Linked DNA regions of Neogale vison: regions 1 and 3 are each linked to region 2. Evidence: chromatin contacts called from public Hi-C data. All regions are on one chromosome and are shown on one strand. Each heading gives the region's core, a stretch centred on a gene start, on an enhancer-like site or on the middle of the called end of the contact. The rest is flanking DNA. Distances are from core to core; before and after follow the strand shown.

The links. A called contact is a pair of places that touch in the nucleus more often than the background predicts.
Region 1: a Hi-C map of muscle shows a contact between it and region 2, with 7 times the contacts expected there. The contact joins the promoter of PPP2R1B here to the promoter of SIK2 in region 2. A contact is called at or near these places in 2 of 3 Hi-C or Micro-C datasets (fibroblasts and muscle).
Region 3: a contact with region 2 is called in a Hi-C map of fibroblasts, with 6 times the contacts expected there. The contact joins the enhancer-like site here to the promoter of SIK2 in region 2. A contact is called at or near these places in 2 of 3 Hi-C or Micro-C datasets (fibroblasts and muscle).

What each region holds. Positions count from the first base shown.
Region 1 is chr7:102,319,313-102,323,241 of ASM_NN_V1, forward strand. It overlaps PPP2R1B (serine/threonine-protein phosphatase 2A 65 kDa regulatory subunit A beta isoform), which reads right to left and starts at 1,950. Exons shown (of 17, transcript XM_044257793.1): 1 at 1,819-1,950; 2 at 863-953; 3 at 387-487. The coding sequence starts at 1,932.
Region 2 is chr7:102,153,335-102,156,720 of ASM_NN_V1, forward strand. It overlaps SIK2 (serine/threonine-protein kinase SIK2), which reads left to right and starts at 1,292. Exons shown (of 15, transcript XM_044257790.1): 1 at 1,292-1,523. The coding sequence starts at 1,389.
Region 3 is chr7:102,290,915-102,294,600 of ASM_NN_V1, forward strand. All of the region lies in intron 15 of PPP2R1B (serine/threonine-protein phosphatase 2A 65 kDa regulatory subunit A beta isoform), which reads right to left. Among named protein-coding and RNA genes, the nearest start is that of PPP2R1B, 29 kb to the right of the region's middle. Within about 2 kb of position 2,152, the one cell type or tissue checked has open chromatin away from gene starts, as enhancers often do. A contact at or near this core is called in fibroblasts, where this site is marked.

The DNA of each region.
Region 1 (3,929 bases), core at 700-3,199, 170 kb after region 2:
GCTCAGTTGTAAGTACCTACATTATTTGTTTTCCCAACAGCCAGCAATGGGACTACCCATAAAAAGATCTACACTGGGGCACCTAGGTGGCTCAGTAGGTTAAAGCCTCTGCCTTCGGCTCAGGTAATGATCCCAGGGTCCTGGGATCGAGCCCCACATCAGGCTCTCTGCTCAGCGGGGAGCCTGCTTCCCCCCCCCCCTCTCTCTGCCTGCCTCTCTGCCTACTTGTGACACCTCCCCCACCCGTGTCAAATAAATAAAAAATTTTAAAAAATAAAATAAAATAAAAAGATCTACACTAAAAATGCCATAGTGTCCCTATCACTAAACAATGTATAATTTATGCTGGGAAAGTTCTGGAAAAACAGAAGGCAGAATATACTTACCAGCAAACAGTGGGCAAAGTCAGGACCTCCCACCAGGCCAGTGAAATTTCCCAGTTGCTCAGCAAGAGCTAATAGTACCTCATCCTCATCATAAATTGTATCTGGAAATGACAATAACCCAGTACTCATCAACAAGGATAGCTGTCCAGAATGGGATACTCACACAAAAGTAGAAATAGACTCAATATTTAACTAGATAGTCCTGTCACAGTCCTAACAGCATTCTGGACCTGTTCCACAATGAATTAGAAATTGACAATCCCGTATCAATTACCTCCCTTCCCATTAGCTAAATAGTTAATGTTTTAATAATCTGGCCATAAGATATGCCTTGTCTTGCTTCTTTTGTACAGAAAGCATCAGGCTCAGTTTAGTATTTAACAGCATTGGTAACAAATACTAAAAAAGAGTAAGTTTTGAAAGCCACTGGGAAATGGCAATGGCTATGCCTTTCTTTAAACCAGAAAGTCACAAACCTGTAAGGAATGGCAGCAGTTCCGTTCGCGTCCTTTCTACTCCAAGTGCTAGAGCAATTGTTGATAACTTCTTAATACTGTTGAGACGGAGCTTCAAAAATAAATAAATAAATAAATAAATAAATAAAGGTGCAAAGAGTGAAGTAGACAACTGTGATTTAGACCAAAAGATGAAAGTTGCAAACAGGTAGGATAATGACATACAGTAACGAGGAGGAGAGGAGGAAAACCTTCATTTTAGATCTTACTCTATGAGGAACCTTGGGAGCAGTGGGAACACAGCTCCGTTTTAGCCAAAGGAAGCCTTCTTAAGAGCAACAATCAAAGGGCCCATCAGAAGAAGGAAAAAGCATACCACATCCGGGAAGTGAGACAATTTCAACATGAGAACACTCTGGCATCGGTGAAGCTGGTGAAATGGTTGAACACAACCCCCGGCTTTCCAAAGAAAAAAGTTACACCAGAGCTGACACACCGACTCTTCTAGGTTATTAAGCCGCCCCACTCTCTTTGTGCCCAACAAGCCAGGCCGGTTTCCAAGCCGAGAGGAAGGCTCTCACCCACCTGCTGCTCACAGGGCCCCTCCGGCATCTCTGCAGCCCACTCCAGCCTCCGGGGGCCCGCGCCACCCTCCTCCCAGCGCAGGACCCAACGCGCGTTACCTCCCAGCACCACCCGGAAGGGGCGCCCCGGCGGGAAGCCGGTGCTCTCACAACCGCCAGGACCGGGTGGGACGCCTCAGACGCTGGGAGGAGGGGTGCGGCAGAGGCCCCGGGGAAGGTCTGTTCGAGCCAGCGCTGCCCCTCATGGGTCTCTATCCTCCTCCCCATCAAATTTCTGCTCTAAGTCAGCCTCTTCAAGGGCCCCCCAGCCTTCCCCACCGCGGAGCCGGCCTTCCTTCTTCCCCACCACACGCCCAACCAGGCCCACCTCCACGCCCGGCCCGATTTTAGTACCTGCACGTCCTCGTTGCGGAGCTCGTCAATTAAAACCGCAATCGGGTACAGCGAATCGTCTCCATCTCCTCCCGCTGCCCCCGGGCCGGTCCCGGGCCCCGCTGCGCCCGCCATGTTCTTTCTCCTCCGGCTCCTCGCCGACACCGCCCGCCCCGCGCCCAGGCCCCGCCCCGCGCCCAGGCCCCGCCCCGCGCCCAGGCCCCGCCCCGCGCCCAGGCCCCGCCCCGCGCCCAGGCCCCGCCCCGCGCCCAGGCCCCGCCCCGCGCCCAGGCCCCGCCCCGCGCCCAGGCCGTCGGAACTAAGGCCCAAGCTCCCACTCTGCGGAGGCGGGGGTGCAGAGTCTCGGCCAGGGTGATGGAGGTACCCGCCCGGACCCCGTTGCGCGAGGTGTACGTTTAAACTCCAGAAGGGTGGGCTGAGAAAGCGCATGGAGCCCCCGCATCCTTTACGCAGCCAAAAGAAACAGGGGCAGGAATTCACTTTGCTCATGGTGGACTGAAGGGGTCAGGGAACCTACCTGAGTGACGCGAGCTCTGCTCCTAGGACTCGGGCACACCAAAGAGGATGCCCAAGGCCAGAAGGAAAACAGATTTAGCGCCTCCCCTGACTTCATCCTGGCTCTGAGCCACCGGGTCTCCAGCCCTAATTTCCCCCGCTAGCCTCAAGCTTCCACAGAACCCCTCCACCTCTTCCTCTGGCCTGTGAGCCAGAATTGTATCTGGCTCCTGCTCCGTAAGACAAATAACGCGGGCGGTGAGAGAAAATGAACACTGCTGTCCAAACTCCCCAGTCAATATTTTTTCCGCTTTTTCCATGCAAGCTGTTAAAAACATGCTGCTCTCTTGTTTTTGTGTTTCTTTTCAGTTTGGTACTGGAATGGTGCCTTCTGTTGTTTTTTCTTCCTCCCTCTTTTAGGTCTTTAGCATGCTAGAAGTACAACAATCAAGCAAAACTAGGACAAGCTTTAATCCTTCCAAAGTGGGTGGAGTGGCTACTTTGCTTGTACAAGAAAGGCTAAACTGGCCTCCCTAGAACTCCCAGAGTCCTCAAAGGCACCAGGAGAAGGATGTGAGGGTACTGGAGTTTCTTACAAAACTTAAAGTTTTCCTTTACCCTTCTGAGGGCAGCACAGAAACACCCCCTCTTTTTTGTTCATTTTGGACTATAATTTAAGCAGCTTAGAGTGATAAACTACATATGGTTAACATAAGCTCGGAAATGGTAATGGCAGGTCTGATGAATGAAAACATAAAATTATCAATGAACACAATTTGGGAGACTTTTTTTTTTTTTTTTAAACACCGCGTTCCTCAGAGTAAACAAGGTAGATAGAGACTTTGATAGGAGTGATAGTTTGGGAACCAATGGACTTGAACAGTAGCTCTCAAATTAAGTTTGTGGATGTATTCTGTAGGGCTTCCATTTGGTTTTCATTTTGGTTATAATTTTTAGATTTATATAAGCATATCCTGGACTATTTGGCTGACCACTTTATAACCAGTATTGCAGCCCTATTTCAAAACTTAGGTTCGCATGTGTGTTCCACTGTTACTTTTACACCCTTCTAGGATAATGAGAAAAGAACAGAGGTGGATTTAAAATGAAAATGGTGTTTTCATGCCCAAAATGAAAGCCAAATGACACCATGGAAATGTACTGTGGCAGCATTTCCAACAGAGGAGTAGTGAGAAAACAGGTGTTACAGGTCACTTGGTGGCACAGGCACATTTGCCTCAAAAGAAACTGAGTGTTCACGGGCAACACCTGAGTCACAATACATGGGATAATTCCGTCTCCTGTGTATCTGATTTGTAGATCTGTTTTGGGCTTTTAGTGTATAAGAACTATAAAAGAACATTATATTCCTGCTTAAAGTTTTCAAGTTTAAGGAACATTGTAATAAAAATCATTTAAGTTGGGGGCGCCTGGGTGGCTCAGCCGGTTGAGTGTCTGCCTTCTGCTCAGGTCATGATCCCAGGGTCCTGGGATCGAGCCTTGAGTCAGGCTCCCCACTCGTTAGGGGGACTGCTTCTCCCTCTCCTTCCTGCTCATGCTCTCTCTAATTAGCACACTGATTAAACCTGAGCTATTTTGTTTAAAACTCAGATATG
Region 2 (3,386 bases), core at 42-2,541:
GAGGCCCAACCCACTGAGCCACACAGGCGCCCCTATTTATTTAACATTTTAAGAATAAATATGCACTTGTGTATTCTTTTTTGAAATTCACTGTGTTATAGTCCATTCTAATCACTATTCATTGGTGATGTTCCAATTGTCCCAGTTTTGATAACGGGAGGTAGCTTCAAGCTGGCTTCTGTTGGTTTTGACATGTGCTCCATCACTCTGAAAATCTTGCTTTCCAGCACAAGATCTTCATGGGCATTTTGTACTTTCCCTCTTTCTGTCTTTGAATCATTCTTTTCTCCAGAGTCTGGTTCCTTTTAATAGAGACTGGCATTTAGAAAGCAAGATGTGGAGGCATATAATATATTTCAAAATATGAAATAACGCTGTTCCTGTTTCCTTGGGCCACCACATAGAATACTTATGTGTGGTCATTTGCAGTCCTGACTCTACCCTTACCATCATGACCCTGGCAATTCCCTTCTTTCCTTGGGGTTTGATTCATCATCTGAAAAGAAACTGGATTAGGTAAGTATTTAACCTTTTCAGGGTCACCAACGCGTTTGTGAACCTGATAAAAGATACAGCCCCATCTCCCCAGAGGCCATCTCAAAGAGGGAAAAATTCGCATTGTAGAGGGGAGGTTGAGGCTTTGAAGCCTCTGTGAGGCTCCAGATCCCTGGATTAGTGATCTCCGGTGTCTCTTCAAGCGCTGACGTTCTGGGAGTCTCTAAGCGACCCGTGCTGCTATCAGAAGATTCCTGAGACATCAAAATGTGGAAGGATTTATATAGAAACCAATGAGAAAGGGATACGAAGGAAGGAGTCGGTGAGCGATGCGTTGCTCAACCCCAGCTCTTGGCCGGTGCCGAATTCTCCGGCGCACCGCAGGCACAGGTGAGCGGTTTGGCGGGAAGGCCCTCAGGTAGGCGGAGACCGCCCGGACGAGGGAAGGAGACGGCCAGGTCGCTGCACCCCTCCGTTCCGCCCACCAGGGCTCGCTCTGGCCCTTCGGCTAGGGTGGCCGAGGAACAGGGCGGGCCGGGGGGTGACCCCGCCCCTGGCAGCTGCGAGGCGGCGGCGAACCCGGGGTGCCGGAGTCCGGAAAGAACGCGCCGTCCAGGCCCCTCCCGTCTTCCCTCGCTCCCTCCCTCCCAGCCGCCGACGTCGGCGGTGCTCCGGTCGCCATGGTGACCAATCGCGGCCCGGTCCCGCCCCCGCCTCCTTGCCCCGGCCCCCTGACGTCGGCGCACGTCAGCGGCGGCGCGCTCCTGGCTGGGCCCAGCCGAGCGGGAGGGACCGAGCGGAGGAGCGAGCCGAGCGGCGTCGCCGGAGCCCAGCAGCGCCGCTGGCCCGCCAGCCCGCGCTCCAGTCCGCCGAGTCTGGCAGCGGGGCCCAGCATGGTCATGGCGGATGGCCCGAAGCACTTGCAGCGCGGGCCGGTCCGGGTGGGGTTCTACGACATCGAGGGCACGCTGGGCAAGGGTAACTTCGCCGTGGTGAAGCTGGGGCGGCACCGGATCACCAAGACGGAGGTGCGGCCCGGGGCTCGGCGGGAGCGTCCGGGGCTAGGGTCCGGGAGAGAGGAGCTGTTGGCCGGGAGGGGCGGCTGCACAGCGGGGTTGGGGGGTTGGGTTGCTGGGTCTAGCGAAGAGGCTGGGTCTCTGGCTAAGGCGAGGGGCCTGGGACTGTGAGGACCCGGGAGCTGCAGGGGGGTCGGTGAGCGCCGAAGGGCTCGGGGCCCGGTCATCTGGACCCGAGTGTCGTCCAGTTGGAAACCCGACCGGCCGGGGCTTTGCCTTCTCTACGCCACCCCCGGTGGCCACACGGAATTTCTCCCAGAGCCTCCCACCCGGGCTGTGACCTGATCTGTGGCCTCCGCTCCGGAGCCCAAGTTCCGCGTCTTCCCAGCTTTCAGCTGGGGGTGGGGTGGGAGGGGTGGGAGGGGAAGTCTGGGTGCTCCCGGGCCGCGCGAGGAGGGACGTCGCCAGCCCCGGGGAGGGGGCCGCCTGCGCTCGGACTTCGGGACGGGGCATCGCGCGGCCCCCGCGATCGCTGCGCCCCTCCCTGGCCCCTCGGGGAAGGGGCCCCGCGGCCGGGAATGCCCGGACGGCCATTGTCCATCGTCTGTGTCTCCTTTTGCCCGACAGCGTCTCTTGATTTGGTGTCAGGCTAGCTTGATCTCGTGCCTGAGGCATTTCCATCTAACTCTCCAGACAATAGAAAGGGTTAAAATGGTCATCTCTGCGCTTGCACGGTTGGTGGCTCGGTCTCGCTTCGCTCAGGTGGTCCCCTGACCAGGTGTGCGTTCTGGCGGCGAATGCGCGTTTCTGAAGCCACATCTGATTCGGCTTCTCTACTCCAAAAGCCCTCCACTGCTTCCTGGCGGTGAATCCAGCATCCCCCACTCCACTGCACATTCTGATGCACCGTACATATTTTCTCCCAAGTCTCTCTTCTTACCTAACCCGCCCCCCTTCCTTTCACTGCCTCAAGCTGCTCTCCTCAGGGTCTCTATTTTAAGACGTGCAAATTAAATACTTCAGAAAAAAATCAGTAGAAACAAAACTATTCTTTGGAATAAAACCTTGTGTTTTTGACGTACTCTTCCCTCCTTCTTGCAGTTGTTCTGGAGTTTCGTCCTTTTTCGGGTTTTTCTTTCCCCCAGTTTTCATCCTATTCAGTCTTTTCCCCCTTATTATTGCAAATGTGTTCGAGTTTGAATATGCAGTAACCTAGGAATGGATTTTCATAATGGCTATGTGAGGTGTAAGACATTTGAAAACTTGAGTGATTTCTGTTGCTGCTGTTCTTGGAAATTTTGCTTAATGTGAAGGAATCCATTTCCAAAAAGTAGGGGCACATGTCATTGCGTCATCTTCACTTTTTGTCCTCCCCTGCTAATGGTGAGGCATTCCAAATCAGACTTATAGCATCAGGACCAAGATTACAAATTTTCTCTCACAAATTTACCTTTGTTCACAATTATACTGAGTTTTTAATGATAAATAATGTGCTTTTACTGAGATTACTTAATCTTGATCTCAGCATTTCTAAAAATGAAGAAATTGATTCCATTCCTCTAAAGAACCATGGCCTAATGCCATGCTGTTTCCCCATAAACTGCATAAAAGAAGGTATTTTTAATGCGTATTTTTATATGAGTCCTTGCTTAATGACTCTAAAAATCAAACAGATTGTGCATTAAATAAAGCTTCTTACAGAACTTTTGAACATTTTTATGTGGTTGAATTCCAAACCCATTAGTTCATAATTTTTTTCTCATAAGCTTTTATCAGTGTTGGTCACAAGATTTAATTAATTCAGCTGCTACTTATTAGGCCAAATTTAGGTACTAGGTTATCTATTTAAGAATTGTTTAGGTGAGCTGATACTGA
Region 3 (3,686 bases), core at 902-3,401, 140 kb after region 2:
CAAATTTCTCCATCATTTTTGTGTTGCCAAAAACCACCCCAGGATACAGGCTAAAATACCAGACCTGCCAGCAGAGCCTGGCCAAAGCTAGCCAGTCGGACCCCTGACCTACATTCCCCAGCACATCCCTCCCTTCTGTGGCCTTTGTGAGCCAGACTTGGCCCAGGGGGCCAGGGAGAGCTCAGCCCCAGACCCCATGCATCCACCGGGCCAAGCAGGGCCCAGGACTTGCCCACACAGCCAGAGGGACACACTGTCCACAGCCAAGTCAACAGCCTGCCTCCGTTGCTGCTGGTGTAGGTCCTATCCAGACACAGTATGCCCTGCACCCCAAGTCTCTGTTCCTGGCCACCTGCTCCTTCTCGAAGGGAGAATCCACTCACCCTCCCCATCAGGGAGGCTTTGCGAGTTTGACTCAGTTTCTCCTTGCTCCCCAAAGATGAGAAAGGAATATGGGGCCCAAGATGCGGAGAGTGGGCCAGACTGAGAATGGTGACCCACAGAAGTCAGTCCGTTACCATGCCACGGTCACCCACATAACTGGGAAAGGGGCACAGCTGAATGGAGACGAGCCCCTGAGGCCTCTCCCAGAAGCATGCCACGCACAAGACCCTGAGCTCATGGCCTCCAGTGATTCTGCAGTGGGAGACCCAAGAACTGCCCTCTAGTCACCAGAGAAACCCGAATGTGGAGCAGGACACCCAAGCCAGCAGAGGGCCAAAGGGCAAGCAGGCAGCTGGAGGAGGCTCCAGCAACACAAGGGCCTGGCCAGGAGGACGGGGCCCAGCTTGCCCAGCCTGCCCTCTGGAGCAGCCAACCAGCCCGAAAGGCCCTCCAGGCAGAGTGGGGCCTGCCCATTCCCCGCCAGGGACAGCGTGGGGGGCAGCAAAGCACCTCTGACCGTCCTGGCCCTGGCCCCACTGCCAGCCCTGCCACTAACCCGAGCACATCCCGGCAAAGGCTCATGGTCCCCAGCACTAACTTGGGAACACACCCCGGCAGACTTCACTTCCAGGCTCACTGTGAGGTGCAAGGGCAGCCTGGTCTAGCCCTGCCCTCCAAGCAGAAAGCCCCAAGGAGAGTCCCGCCCAGTTCCCTTCGACAGCCCGTCACACCATCTCAGCTCTGCCTGCCTTGCTTTCACTTAACGCCCAACCACCTCATCACAGCTCAGACCGTGGCTGTGGGACACCCAGGAAGTCCCTGCACAGGGTCATGACTGGCCGCCCGATCCTGAGCACCTGCTCCAGGTCAAGAATCCAGAAATTTGCCCTGGATTCCTTCATCCTCGGTCATGAGTTCTGGGCGGCACCAGCCACCGGTACGGCCGACGGACGAGCATCCATGAGAAGCCACATCCCACCCAGAAGGGGGCTTCTGTCCCCAACCTCCAATTTCAGGTCAAGCTTCTGCACAAAGGGTTGGAAGGCCTGGGAATCTTTCTCGGTTCCCAAAGCCTCACAATGGAGATGGTGCCAAGAGGAGGCCGGAGCCTGACGGCACGGCTCCAACTGGCCTCCCTGGGCTCCAGTCCCTGCTGGCCGTCCTCAGACAGCACTTGGGGCTCCTGCAGCCTTTCCGGGCCTCTTCCCTCCAGGTAGCCAGAGCCAAGCTCCTTAAATAGCCCCTGAGGCCCCCAACTTACTCTCAGTGGCAGGGAAGGGGTTGGGGGGGCAAGGACGAGATAAGGTTCCTCACCCAGGACGCTGGCCCCCCAGAGCTGAGACTCCGGAGCTGTGTGCCCGGGAGGGACTGGTGGGAACCCCCCGTCAGCACCAAGTGCTGTCTGGGAGCCCAGAGGACAGATGCCTGAAGCAGAGGCCGGAGAGCCTAAGGGGCCTGAGTGACCCAGAGTTCAGGGAAAATAAGGAAAACTGAAAAAAAAAACAGAAAAAGAAACCAGGTTGGAAGCAGCAATGAGCACAGGAGAGGAGACCCTGCGCGGGCCAGTGTCCATGCAGGAGGGACGGCCGGACGGGGGGCGAGGAGCAGGGAGGATTCAGGACGGCGGCGGCGCCTGTGACCATTATTTACGGAGGCTTCACTTGATTTTAGTCCCCAAACCTGGGCTCGCGTGGAGACTGAATGTCCCTCACAGCTGCTCCTTCCTGCAATAACAAGACTGACATCACTGTTGTCAGGGAAATGGTGTTTTGATTAAAATCATGTGACAGCTACTTTGTGATTCAATAAACAAATCCTCTGTTAACCCTCACTTGACAGAGGCCTGTCGGCAGCTCGTCATCAGAGGGAAACTGCAGACCGTCCAGGAGGGCGGCCTTGCCACCGGGTGCGGGTGGCTGAGGTGACCAGGGGTCGGCAGGGAGCAAGGGGGCAGCCACACTGCTGCCTGGCAGGTCTCTGGAGCGGGGCGGAGGGGGGCGGGGGAGGTGAGAACACAGACTGCTCGGCAGGCTCCTGGGGCCCAGGCAGGTGCCCTTCAACAGAAGAACAAGCCCTCACCTCAGGGCTGTTCTCTCCTGGACCGAGTGGCAGCCCAAGCCCCAGGATGTCCAGTGGCTCCCGTGGGGCCCCAAGACTGATTGGGGGGGTGTCGGGGGGGGCAGGACAGTTCCAGCCTGTTGTCAGCCCTTCAGGCAGACGGGCAAGTTCGAACCACCGACAGCAAGTGAGGGGTTAAGAATGATTTCTGGTTTGCACTGGATGACTTCCTGGATCACTCACTTGGCTGCCGCCCCTGACACGCAGGGCTCTGCCTGGCAACACTCAATTCCCTTCCATCTCACCCTTGGGGCATTTTCCTTCCGTGACACAAAGGCAGGGAAGGCTCCCGAGTCACAGGGCAAGGGATTGCTCTGGGTTAAAGGATCTGCAGCCTCAGAGGCCTAGCACTACGGGAGACCGCCAAGCAGACAGAAGAGGACTGTGGGGAGGGGGGTTCACAACCACCTGGGTACCAGCACCTCCCACCAGGGTAGAGAACACTGAGGGAGATGCCACCGAGTGACAGGTGTCTGCACTCGGTTAGCAAGCCCAGGGCTTGAGGACTGGCCATTAGGACGTCTGCACTCCTTACAGCCATCCCGGAGCTGCCTGCAGAGCCGAGCAAGTCTGCCATGGACAGGTCGCCTCAGCTGTCCCACGCTCGGGCCAGAGGCGGATGGCGCACTTAGCGACTTGGCTAGTTGACCCTGAATTTGTAGGAAAACACCTCACACCTTTCCTCCCAAGCAAGGCTGTGGTTAGGCCTAAAAATACATAACTCTTAATTCCTGCTCCTTCGGTGGAGGTGTCTTCCCCCAAGGCCACGCTGTGAAACACAAAGGGCTGACAGCTCAGCCTGTCACCCAGCCCTCCCCACGGCGCAGCGCCTGCTGGGACAGACGGTGACAGCCCAGACCTGACAGGCTGGCGGCTCAGGCCTGGGGCTGAGACACTGCAGTCCCGCCAGAAAGGAGGACATTCTCAAATGAAAGACCACAGTTTAGGGCCTGGGCAACAGGAAAAAGTTCTCAAGGCCCCAGTTCACATGAAATGAAGGGAAAGGCATGGAGCTTTAGCAGGCAAGCTTTTCAATGTTCGAAGCTTCACCAAGCAGACCTACTCGAGTAGATAGAAGAATGCCAGTGTCTGCCAAGTCAACGAAATGCAGCCGGACATCCCCACACGACAGCTGAAGGCCTCGGCGCTGCTTTTCTGAATGGAGCGGATGCAACACGGGTCTG